3 separate regions of the Gossypium hirsutum genome follow, and all the other regions are linked to region 2. Evidence: chromatin contacts called from public Hi-C data. All regions are on one chromosome and are shown on one strand. Each heading gives the region's core, a stretch centred on a gene start, on an enhancer-like site or on the middle of the called end of the contact. The rest is flanking DNA. Distances are from core to core; before and after follow the strand shown. Region 1 holds the start of LOC107948479. Region 2 holds the start of LOC107898485 (enoyl-[acyl-carrier-protein] reductase [NADH], chloroplastic). Region 3 holds the start of LOC107948426 (DNA polymerase delta small subunit).

Region 1 (4,340 bases), core at 623-3,122, 450 kb before region 2:
CAACTAACCTAGGGTTAAGGACGACGACCACCTGAAGGCTATAAATAGGTTCCTTTAGCACATGTATAACACATCTAAGTTTTAACCTAGTTTTCTTCCGTTAAACTTAGGCTTTTTTTTCTTTCCTTATTAGGTTTTCCTAGTTTTAGTTATTTGCTTTCTTTAAGAGATCTGATTGTGAAGGAGATCAACTTCTGTGGATTCATGCTTATTATCAATATAAATCAGGTTTTTCTTAAACTCTTTATTTCAATCCATTCTCTATTATTAATTCTTCCATTCATTCCATGTTGTTTATGAAAGCCATGAGAAACTAATCCTTCTATGGGGGATTAGCAAGTGCAAGCATGATCTCTTAAATGTTTTGTAGGGTTATTCAACGGATTAATTGTTTGGGAAAGGAAGAATGTGAAAAAAACCCTAGGCCTGACAACCCTAAGAAGTCATCAAGGTGGGAATTAACCCAAAATTGGTATTGCCTATCCGTGAACACCTTGACCCTAAACCAGTCTGGACTGTGAGGTCGGAAGATAAGTAATTCTTGTTGACTCGCTATGTTAGTGGAAGATCGAAATATCCTACTAGGGTAGCGACTAGTTGATTGACGAAGAACTCAAGATAACAGTTGATTGAGATTGCTTAAGGAAGCAAATCACCTATCTTCAAATTTGATTCACTTTATTTTTCTCTATCTCTTGTAATTTTACTCTTTTTTGTTATTTTATTTCCTTAGTTTAAGAAACCCTGAAATTATCTCTTATTTTACTTTTGTACTATAACTGACTTCAAGTATTAATTAGATCTTTAATTGTTTAGGTTAAGATTGATTTAGTACTAGCCTTCCTTGAGTACGATCCTCGGAGTACTTACCTATTTCGTTATAAAATTTATATTACAACTCGACTTGTATACTTACGAATACCACCTTGTAATTTTTTATTCTATTACAGTATTCACACTCTGGACGTTAGTATGTCCGGAGGCAGTCATGTCTCCAAATATTCAGAGCGAAAACTACTGTTGCAAGTTCTAGATCATGAGTAGGATAATTCTGTTCATGTGACTTAAATTGTCGAGAAGCATAAGCAATCACTTTTCTCTCTTGCATTAATACATAACCTAAATTGTTGAGTGATGTGTAGTTGAACACAACAAAAGTATATTTTTACTGCTAGAGAGAGAATAGCTCAATAAACATGAAATGCTAGATTAATTATATAAATTATATAGTATGTTTATTTTTCTTGTTAATTTATTAATAATTATATTTTATGATATATTTTTAGACAATATATTACATATGATGATTTTATTTTAGTTTTTAAATGAATCTATTGAAGCGGATCAAATGACAAATAATTAATATATTAAATTTTAGAAAAATTTATATTAATTTTTTATAAATTAGTATATTTTAAAATTTATTATGATATAGTTGTGGAATTATAAGGAGTGTAATTAGGGTTTGTATATTTTAAGTATCAAAATCCTAAATAAATAAAGGGAAGAGCGAGGCTAATCAAATTTCTGATCTAAAAACAGTGACACTACCTCTAAACTAAGATAACGCGCCTTTGCGTTTTCCTTTGGAATTCACTCACGCTCCTACTGGCGCGTATGATTTAAACCAAGTCTCAGTTTACAGAATCTGTAACAATCTATGGAAAAATCCTGTGTACAAACGCTTATATAGATATATTTGTATGTCATGCAATAATCACCGTACACATTCAGTCAAAGTCACCCAAAACCAGCAGTCAAACTTTTAGATGAATTGATGATCATCCCACATTTGTTGTTTGACAGTGAGCAAAGTGTGTGTTACTTCTTTCTACTTCAGTTTTTACTCTACAAAATAAATACCTTTATCTATTTTTTTTTTGTTTGTACACCAAATGTTCAATATCAATGCTATAACTTGAAGTTGAAGTTGAAGTTGAACCCTTGCTTTCAACACTTATCTCTTCTTTTACCACTGACCATTTCTTCTTCCTACCATTTCTTGTTCTAATAATCTTCTCTTTCTCAACCTTGCCTTAGCTCTGTTAAAATACTCACTGTGCTTTTTGATGATGTTTCCTTTAACTTAAACTATATTCTCTGATCTGCGTTTTCTTTTATTTTTCGTTTAGATCGTTGTTTTCGGGGGGGGGGGGGGGCGGGGAGCTTATCTTGTTCTTTGTTGGCTTCATTCTCGTAAAACCATTGAGAGGAACAAGTGGTCCATTTTCTTCTTTCCTCTTGGGGTTTTAGCAACTTCCTTGACTTTTATTATGAGATTCTGAAAAATGGGATTTTGTGTCAAAGATGCAGAATATTGGTGTCTGTTTTAAGGTTAGTTTCATCTTTCTTGTTTCATTTTAAAAAAAATAAACAATGGAGTTCTCTCTTGAAAAAGTAGTTAAAAAGCTATTATGTAAAATGTTTGTTTATGGTGTATTGGTTTATAAGAAGTTAATGCTGTGTTTGGTGACGTAATTATTAGGGATGAAGAATATATATTTAAACTGAAACACAGATTTAATATCTTATAGTTTACCTACTTTACCTGAAGTTAATAAACGAGAGATGATGTTCTTCTTATGTAGGGAGGTAAATAAAACAAAAGATTTAGAATCTATGGCTTTTGTATTGATTTGGGTTTCCTCTATTGTTAGCGTGATTACACTTATTTGAAGATTGCTCGGATTTGTAGTTTACAGATGTTGAGATTTGGGGGCTGTTCTTGTGCAGTTTTTAGGTTTGAAATTAGGTTTATTTGTGTTGAATCTTTTGTTCTTTTCCAATCCAATGATTAATCTCTTTTTGAGAGCAGTTTGGTTGAGTTTTTTATCCTTTCAATTTAGTCCCAGAAAACTTTGGAAAAGAGGTGGAATTAAAACAATAAAATCCATTTCTTATTCATTAAAAAATGGTAAAAGCTGTAGTTGTATGAACCATATTGGAATTTCTGTGGAGGTTCAGGTGTGTTTTACCATTGTTTCTTAGAAAAGGGAACATTAAATTAAAGGATGGTGCACTAAATCATATTGTGACCTTCTGAAATGGAGTGTGCTATTTCCTATTTCTCTCTCACTTAATAATCTCTGTTTTTCTTGTTTTCATTGATCATTTGTTATTGGAAGTGGATTCTTTTGAATATATTTCTTTGTGTTTGTAGGAACCTACTTCAGTTGTTTGAGATTGTTTTCTAACTGGTTCTTGTAAAATGAGAAAAGGCAGAGGAAAAGCAAAGAAGCCGACTATTGTTTCTTCTCGTGAGGATCCTGGAAGTGGTGAAGATGAAAAGATTCCAGAATCTAAGAGAAGAGGAAGGCCGCAAAAGCAATTGAAGGATGATGTTGATGAAGATGATGCAGAGAAGAAAGAAGAAGACGGGGAAGAAGTGAAAGGTTCTGTTCCCATCAAAGAGATGAAAAGTCAGGCTGCTACTGAGAACGGAAGGAAGAGGAAAAGGTCAATGCAGGCAAAAGAAAACTTAGATTCAGTCAAGAAAGAAAATTGTATTACAGCAAAATCGAGCACTGATGATTCATCAAAATCTGTTGGCTATCGACAAAATGGTAGCAGGCGCAAAAGCAAGCCTCGACGGGCTGCTGAAGCCGTCGTTGAATGCAAGTGACATTCTGGTTAACCATCACAGTGAAATTTTACCTTCTTTTTTGGACCTGATAAGCCATTCCAAAAGTAATGCTTATCAGCTCATGTATGGATTCAGATGTTTCTTTTTGTCACATGCTATTTGTTTTTGTAGTTTCTGAATTCCATTTCAATTGGGAGTTTTTTTTTTTTTTTTTTTTTTTTGGAGATAAGTTTGCAGTTCATGGTTGCAAATTGCAAACAATCCATGGTGTTAGTGGCTTATGACCATGATAGATGTTATTCATTTCAAGAGTTTTTTATTAGTATTTTTATTGGCTTTGTATAAGACTAACTGAACATCTTTCCATATCTATCTTTCGAATTTCTTGACCATCTTATATGTATAAACATGCCTGGGTTTGAAAATATTGCGGATGTTTCTAATTCCAGAGAGTAGAGAAAGAGTGCTTTTATGCAGGAATCTTGATGCAGTTCAAGGTTGAGGGAGATGGAGTAAATGTGTGCGTATATGCTGATGAACTGAAGGCATTGATGAATGAAGGGACTGCGGGATTCGTGTAGGTTATGTCGAAATGGTATCTTCTTTCCTCGTCAAGTAAGCAGTTAGTTTCACCTACAGTTTAAGATTTCTTTCTGCGCTTGAGTAATCATACCATAATCATCTTTGAAAGAAGTCATCCATATAATGTAGCAATGGCATGCATGCATATAGAAAATTGATCTATTTCTTCAGCATC
Region 2 (4,211 bases), core at 366-2,865:
AGGCTTACATCTACAGGTACATCCTCGGGAGAGTCATAAACAGCATCCATGGGATAAACTTTGGTGATCTCCATTAATGACCCATCTGGCAATCTGGAAAAGAAAATTCCAATCAGCATACCGTAAGTGAGAAATCGGCAAATACCAAAATCTACGCAATCAACAGGAAAGAACATTTTTGTTCTTACATGCGTGATTCATCAAATTTCCCACGTCTTAGACTGCTTTCGAATATGTTGAGTGCCTGCAAAAAGAAATGTTTGCAGTTATAAGAAAAACTGTAAAAAAGTACAACTTTGACCTTAAAATGAGACTCTTTGCTTCTAAATGACACATATGTTATATAAAGATACATACAGGCACCCATGTTCCAACAAGAATTTCAGCTCCAGCAGCAGCAAGAGATTTTGCTATTGCCCAACCATATCCATTGTCATCAGCAACACCAGCTATAAATGCTCTTTTACCTGCAAACCGACACATCATATTAGATGTTCAAGTGGTTTACGTCCATACTGCACAGACAAATTTCATGTCTTAAGAGCTTTTCAGTCATGTCAAGATTCAAAAAACATGGTTAGCTGATACAACATCATCATGTATTCTAATCTGTATTCAACATTATTGAATTAACGCATAGAAGTTATAAGAGAGGGGGAAATAAGGACAGGTTACCTCTCAAATCAATAGGAAGTCCAGAAAAAGGCTTGTTGTCACTTTGTTCAGACATGGCTCTTGTAACAAACTTTTCAAACTTGACAGGCTTTGAAGTGATCCTATGGAGGAACGGCTGCCTTGACGAGATGTGAGAGGCACTTGCAAGCCCTGACCATGATGCCTCTTTATGCTGAGCGATGATGTTCACCATGGTCGAGACAACAATTTTACGAGAAGAAGAAATACAAGGTTTAATGTTGGTCATGTAAGGGCCAGGAGTTGCTGCGGTTCCCATATTTTCTTCTTTTATCTTACTTGAATCACCCAAAGTCAATACAGTTCTACAAGATCAAGTGGAACAGTTAAATAATCAAGTAAAACACAAGGCATTATGGTTAACAGAAAGGCAACATTTTTAAGTAATATCATTAGCAAGAGTGATAACTTTATAAAATAAGAGACACCAACATCCCCTCTGTGGGAATGTAATAAGATGACAAAAACTTTTTCTTGGTAAATAAATTGTCTCCAACACCCAAATCTCTGGTTGGCTTGGCCATTGTGTGGTGTAATGCTCTGACATGTAATAAATGGTTGGTTATTTTCATCAGATTTCTAAGGGACCAAATTAGAAGCAGAAGATTTCCCTTAATGCTCAAATAAACATGTAAATGGAATGAAGGCATTAGTAAAGTTTGAATAACATTGAGCAAGAAATAACATGGAAAGATCTGAAAACTCACCGAAGCAAAGGAGGAGGAAGATTGGGTTATGAATGTGGGGATTGTACGGAAAGAGCAGTGAGGTGATGAGAATATAAAGAAAAGAGGAGGGAAGTGGGGTTATGTTTTGGGGGTTTCGATGAAACCGAAGTGGTTGATGGAGTTTTGGTTTCCAACAGTTGGGAAGCAACGACGGGAGCTTTGGAAATGTCGACCTCAGTTTGGTTTTGGATCCTTACTCAAATTACTATTATGCCCTTCTTTCTCTTTTTGTTGGCTGTGAATGGATTGGACTCTTGACTCGTTGATTTGACTTGCTGTCAAAAATAGCCTTATGGCCCGAATTATACTTGTTTTTTCAATTTTAGTACTTAAAAATTTTTTTGTCTCACCTTTCTATTTAAATTATTTTTTATTATCCAAATTAATTTAAGGCATAAAAGAAAATAAGATATATACGTGAGACTATTAGAATATGTGACATCATTTTTTTGTATTTTTAATACAATTTATATTCTATTGATTAAAAAATAAAAAAAATCATATAACATATAAAAAATAAAAAATATTTAAAAAATTCTAAAATACTAAAATTTTAAAATTCTAAAATATATAAATATAAATTTTAAAAAATCATAATAATATATAAAAATTGTAAATTTTATAAAATTGAAAAAGTATTTAAATTTTAGAAAATTAAAAAAATTCCATTTTTCAAAAATATATATTCAGGAATAAATTTTATTTCAAATTCTAAAAATTCAAAATGAATAAAAGTAAAAAAGAAAAAGTTTAACTTAAAGAAAAACTTAATGTCTAGAAATTAAAAATTTTAATTTATAATTTAGACGTAGGTCAATATTCGATCAAATATCGATCAATGATGGCCAATGATTGATTAAAGTTAATGTATTAAAATATTTAGTTTTTAAATATTCTTTTTTTCTACTTTTTCATATAAATTTAAATTATTTAATTTTAATAAATTTACTGTCACACACCCAGAGGTGAAGCAAAAAAAAATTAGGGGGACCGAAATGAAATTTTAATTTTTAATAGTTTATATATTTATAATTTTTAAAGGATTAAATAAATTTTCATAATTTTAGGGGGCTAAAGTGTAATTTTACCTTTACTAATTTAAAATTTTTAAAATTTTTTAGAAGGCCAAAACAATAATTTTCCATTTCAGGGGGCCGGGGCCCTTGTCAACCCCCCTGGATTCGCCTCTGCACACTGCACATTCTAATTGGTTGGATTGCCACATGGCATGTGATGCGAGCGCGCCCAACGATTCAGCTAGTTCGAGTAAAGATCATCTGACGCTACCACAAGGCCCTATCACCCGAGCTCGAGCTAAGGCTTTCAAAGATTCTATTTTAGCTCTTGTAGCTCGAATTTGGGATGAAACTCAGCCCAGCCGCAGCGAGGAAGCTTAAATTAACTCTTCCAGTTCACCTCGCAACTTGCTACTAGTTCAGATTCAGCTCATGTCCAGCTCCCCAGCTCGGGTCCAGCTTACGAGTCCAAACCTAGCTCGGATTTAGCTCACGAGCTTACCCCCAGCTCATCACTAGCTCATGCACCTATATCGAGCTCAATAAGTCTATTCGTCCCTAGCTATTAAATAAGATTGATGCATTAAATAAATTTGAACATATTTATTTAAATAATTAATTTGTTTAATTCTGGACATTTTAAATAAGTGTGCCGAATTTAATTAGGTTATTACATGTTATTAATATGTCTTGGTTTAACTAGGATTTAATGTGTCCAAATTACTACAATTATTTATTATGTTAGTCGAATTTATGAGTGTGTTTAATATGTTAATATTTGCTGCCACCTTAATGTGTTTACATTGGTGATTAATGCTTGATTTTAATGTTGCAGGTACATCACTCCTTGGACGGTAAGATGCATGGATGAATTAAGTTGGAATGATGATTTTTGGACTTTCCAAAGCAACCATTCGGCCAAGAGTCACTTTATCCTTCAATTCTCCAAAGTGGCTGAATCTCTTCCCCATGTTAACATCAAAGCATTCACACTAGGAGTTCACACATGCAACCATTCGACTACTTGTGTTCACACCTCAAAGGCTATTCATGCTCCTATGTTCACACCTATTTTGTCTCTTCATGAAGCCCATTTAAGACATCACCTTTGGATGAAACCACATGAACTTAATGCCTCAATTAAAGTGTTGGCCGAACCTACCCAAGCATGCATGAAGACCATTGATCCAAGTGCATCAATGCTTAGCCATGAAGTCTTCCATCCACCTCCCATTCGGCCGAACATGGACATGTACATTGAAAGATCATTTCTAGAATTTTCATAGTCATTATTAATTACATTGCTTAGTTGTTAAGCCTATGAACTTGACTATTCGGCTAGCATAGGCTACTAGTATAAATAGTTGTTCATTGTCATTGTAAAAGAATTTTTGGACTCTTTGCTAATGTTATGCTGCCAAAATTGTGAGGCAACTTTTTCTTCATTTCGTTCAAAGATTCGATTGGCTTTCCTAGCGATCTAGTTGGTCAACCGTTTTCTTTGTCGAACCCGAACTTATCACTACCCGTAGTGTGGCGTTCGAACATACCGAGGTTCCTATCTTGTTAGATAGTGGGTCGAGGTTTCCTTTACCAAACCTAAACCGAACTCAAAGGGCCTATAAACTACGGGTCGATACCATATCGGCATTTGTTCTTGTTTGCACTTTTGGTTCAATCTATATTTCTTTCGAAACCAGTTCGTACCAAATCAACAAAATCGTCCATTTCTTACCACACCGACCTTTTTTTACTCAATCCATCTTACCTATTT
Region 3 (3,841 bases), core at 1,202-3,701, 440 kb after region 2:
TGTTGAGGAGTGTCAGGACAAGAGCTTTGGTATATGATGCCTTGGTTAGAAAGGTATGGCTTAGGACAGAGTTAAAGTATTCTCTCCCATTGTCAGTGTGGAGAGTATGTATGGTAGAGTTGAACTGGGTTCGAACCATTGAGTGAAAATTTTGGAATACTTTGGGTGTTTCAAATTTTTCTTTGAGGAGATAGACCCAACATACCCTTGTGTGATCATCAATGAATATTATAAACCACCTAACCCTTGTAATATTTTTCACTCAGCTGGCTCCCCATAGGTCACTGTGGATTAATGAAAATGGTTGGGACTGGATATATGGTTTTAATGGGTATGGTACACGGGTATGTTTGGATAATTGGAAAATTTCACACTTCAAGGAATTAATACTTTTATTTCGAAATAAGAGTGGAAGATGTTTCTTCAAATACAAAAAGTTTGGATGCCCTAACCTACGGTGCCATAACATAATCGTGTCCTCTTTTGAAGTGGATAGAGCCAATCCTCCTTGTGTGCTGTCTTTATTCCAAACATATAGTCCATCATCAACTTTAGCAGTGCCAATCATCCTCCCCGATTTCTGTTCTTGTATCACACAACCAATTGCAGAAAATTCAGCAAGAAGTTTTTCATCCTTAGTAAGTTTACTGATTGAAAGTAAATTGCAGGACAAGTTTGGGACATGTAGGACTTTATCGAGAGAAAAATTCTCTGTTATTTGTACTTCTCCTACTTCAGCCACATGTGAGTAAGAACCATCAGCTATGCAGATTCGGGACTTGTCATGACAAGGGGTGTAGGTGTGAAACAAAGTGGAGTTACCTGTCATGTGATCGTAGGCACCCGAATCGCATATCCAAGAGGATTGATTATTTGATTCAAAGGCAATATTGAGGGCAGTACCTTGGGTGGCTAGAGATCCATGAGCAGTGGAAGTACCAAGTATCTTATGGAGAGTCTCAAGTTGGGTATTGGTTAGGCGAACATCGAGAACATCATCTGCAGCAGTGGAGGATAATAGGGCAGTTTTATTATCATTCTGTTTTTTTTCAGGATAGCCATGGAATTTGAAGCACTTTTCCTTTGTATGACCAACACGGTTGCAGTGGTTACACCATGGTCTGGTTGATCCAGAATCATTTCCAGCACGTGGTTTTTGTGGCTGTGGACCTCTGGAGATGAGGGCAGAGGTCTCAGTAGACCGATTGCCAATAGTTGTCACATGTTTAAGTTCCTTTGAGTATCCCATCATGACAAGACGACTCTTTTCTTCTCTTCTAACTTCTGCAAATGCTTCACCGATGGTTGGTAGAGGTGATCTGCCCAGAATTTGGCCACGAACCTCATCTAACTCACGGTTCAATCCTGCTAGAAACTCATAAAGACGTTCATTGTTGAGGTGAGTCATAAACTTGGTGTGTTCCAAGCCTTCACCCCAATCTGCCTCATAGTATATATCCAATTCCTGCCACAAAATTTTTAGATTGTTGTAGTAGTGAGTTACTTTGAGTGTCCCTTGTCGGATATCCTTTAACTTAAGCTTGATCTGAAATACTTGGGAGGCGTTTCCAAGATCCGAGTAGTTTTCTTTAACTGCATCCCACATGTCTTTTGCAGTTTTGAAAAAGAGATAGGTGCGGCTTATATGGCCTTCCATCGAATTAATTAGCCAAGCCATTACAATCGAGTTGTTGAGTTCCCAAGTGGCATAAGTCGAGTTAGCTATGGTTGGTCGTGGAATTTCTCCATTGATGTATCCTAATTTGCCACGACCACGAATCACCATAAGGACCGATTGAGACCATTCAAGAATTTCTTCCTATCTAGTCGATGATTGGTGATTATAAGGGAGGAATTAAGTTCACCTTGAGTGATTCCCTGATTGACATTCTGAGTTATTTGTGAAGTCTCAGTTTTAGATAGAGTTTCATTGAAGTCACCCATGAGAGGAGGACTAAACCGGATGAATTTTTAGGAAGGGATATTAGAGACGAATGAGCAGGATCGAATGAATCCTAAAGCTCTTGATACCATGAAGAAACTTAGAAAAAGATTATTTTCATTCTGCTAATTAGTTTACACCAAAAAAGAGAGGAATTCACACAAACAAGGAAAACAATCCCTAAAAAACAGTAACTTCCTAAGAATCAGTGACTGAAATTAGTTTCTATTTACAAGGGAACTCCTAGTAATAAGGTAAGTTTTTTGTCCTTAATCTTAGGAATTCCAACATATTTTTTAAAAAATAATATTTTTAATGCTATATAACTCATCAACTAACTCATTTGAGATATTAAAAATTTAAAATAAGGAAAAAAAAGTAATTGATATCAAGTTTAATTACTAAATGTTGTATTAATCTTTTCAATAATAAAATAGTAGAAAGAGATTTGCAAAATAGAAAACAGGAAAAAAAAAACATGATAAATGCTCATATAATTAAGCAAGACTGGAGACGCGGGGTATCGAACCCCGTACTTCTCGCATGCAAAGCGAGCGCTCTACTGTTTGAGCTACATCCCCGAATGGCTTGATTGAGGCTTAAAATAAATACATCGTAAAGTGAATTGGATGTATAAAATCTCTCCACTCAGAAGAATTGCCGTAGAGAAATTTCAGTCTCCAATCCAAGTTTCCCGCCATGGAAGTCGACTCGCAAGAACAACTGCAGAGAAAACAATCCACTTACCTCTCTTTAGTAACTCCAACCTCATTTTCTTCCCTTTCACAATATCCTAAAATCTCTTCTGATTTTGTGAAACTATAATCCCCTTTTTCTTTGTGTCTTAGGATGAGAATTTCGAGATTCAGAAGGAAGTTTACAGAGGCCAGCAGTACAGTCAAATTTACTTTGCTCGTCTTCACATGATGAGAACTTTGCTTTACTCCCTTGTGCCCAACTGGAAATCCCATCTCCCCGGTAACCTCTCTTAAAAAAAAAAGGAATATTTCGGGAGATTTCCAAAATTGTTTATTCTTTTAATTTATTAACTATGGTACTCTTTTTCCCTCTTCTTATTATGGGTTTTGGGTTTTGAAGCAAGCAGCAGCTTTGGCTAGTCATTTTTGGCTGCTTTGTTACCTGCATTTGGACTTAAGGAATTTTTGTAATTTGCAGTGTCTGGGGCTCTTAGGGTTCGCAGTGAATATAAAAAAAGTCTTTGGTATTAGCTTTTGATTGGTGTGTCCTTACCCTGTGATTATTTGGATTCCATTCTAGAGGTTTTGACTGATTAGCATGGAAGGTTATGTTTGAAATACTTGCATTGTGGCTAAGAATTACTATTGGTACTCATACTCGTTGGGGACTAGTCTGACCTATGTTGCTCGGAATTTTCGTTCTTCTTGGAGTACCCTTGTCCGACACTCGTTTCTGACACACATGAGAATTTGATCTCCAAGGATTCTCCAAAAAGATGGAAAAACTTAGAAAATCTTGCAATGCACGTAGGATACACTTGAGTCCAAGTAACATAGACTCTGATAAGTATTTCTCATTCAAAAGCTTTCTTCAAGGTGACAGGTTCTATTTTGAAAAAAAAAATGCACTAGATACTGTTGCTCATATTTCTGATGAGTTTGTTGTTGGTATTATTTGTGCATCTGAAATTTTGTTGCCTCTGTAGTGTACTTTTTCACATTAGAAATTTGAAGTACCAGAACTTTCCAGTCCTCTCATTGGTTGTGGCTAAAGATAATGGGGATTCAAATAAATTTGTAGTTTGATCGAGTTTTTAGTTTCCATGGAATAATTTAAAAATTTTCCTTCTCTCTTTTTGTAGTTTGTACAGTTTTAGAGCTCGAAGAAGGCAAAGAATGCATCATTGTTGGTACTCTTTAT

Evidence for each region. A called contact is a pair of places that touch in the nucleus more often than the background predicts.
Region 1: a contact with region 2 is called in a Hi-C map of leaf, with 2.8 times the contacts expected there. The contact joins the promoter of LOC107948479 here to the promoter of LOC107898485 in region 2. A contact is called at or near these places in 3 of 34 Hi-C or Micro-C datasets (all in leaf).
Region 3: a contact with region 2 is called in a Hi-C map of hypocotyl, with 8 times the contacts expected there. The contact joins the promoter of LOC107948426 here to the promoter of LOC107898485 in region 2. A contact is called at or near these places in 4 of 34 Hi-C or Micro-C datasets (callus, hypocotyl and leaf).

The regions. Positions count from the first base shown.
Region 1 is chrA04:27,908,492-27,912,831 of Gossypium_hirsutum_v2.1, forward strand. LOC107948479 reads left to right here and starts at 1,873. Exons shown (of 2, transcript XM_016883039.2): 1 at 1,873-2,334; 2 at 3,161-3,892. The coding sequence starts at 3,209. The coding sequence ends at 3,622.
Region 2 is chrA04:28,358,997-28,363,207 of Gossypium_hirsutum_v2.1, forward strand. LOC107898485 (enoyl-[acyl-carrier-protein] reductase [NADH], chloroplastic) reads right to left here and starts at 1,616. Exons shown (of 13, transcript XM_016823946.2): 1 at 1,401-1,616; 2 at 676-998; 3 at 358-467; 4 at 189-244; 5 at 9-93. The coding sequence starts at 952.
Region 3 is chrA04:28,798,292-28,802,132 of Gossypium_hirsutum_v2.1, forward strand. It overlaps LOC107948426 (DNA polymerase delta small subunit), which reads left to right and starts at 2,452. Exons shown (of 14, transcript XM_016882968.2): 1 at 2,452-2,698; 2 at 2,791-2,920; 3 at 3,783-3,841. The coding sequence starts at 2,642.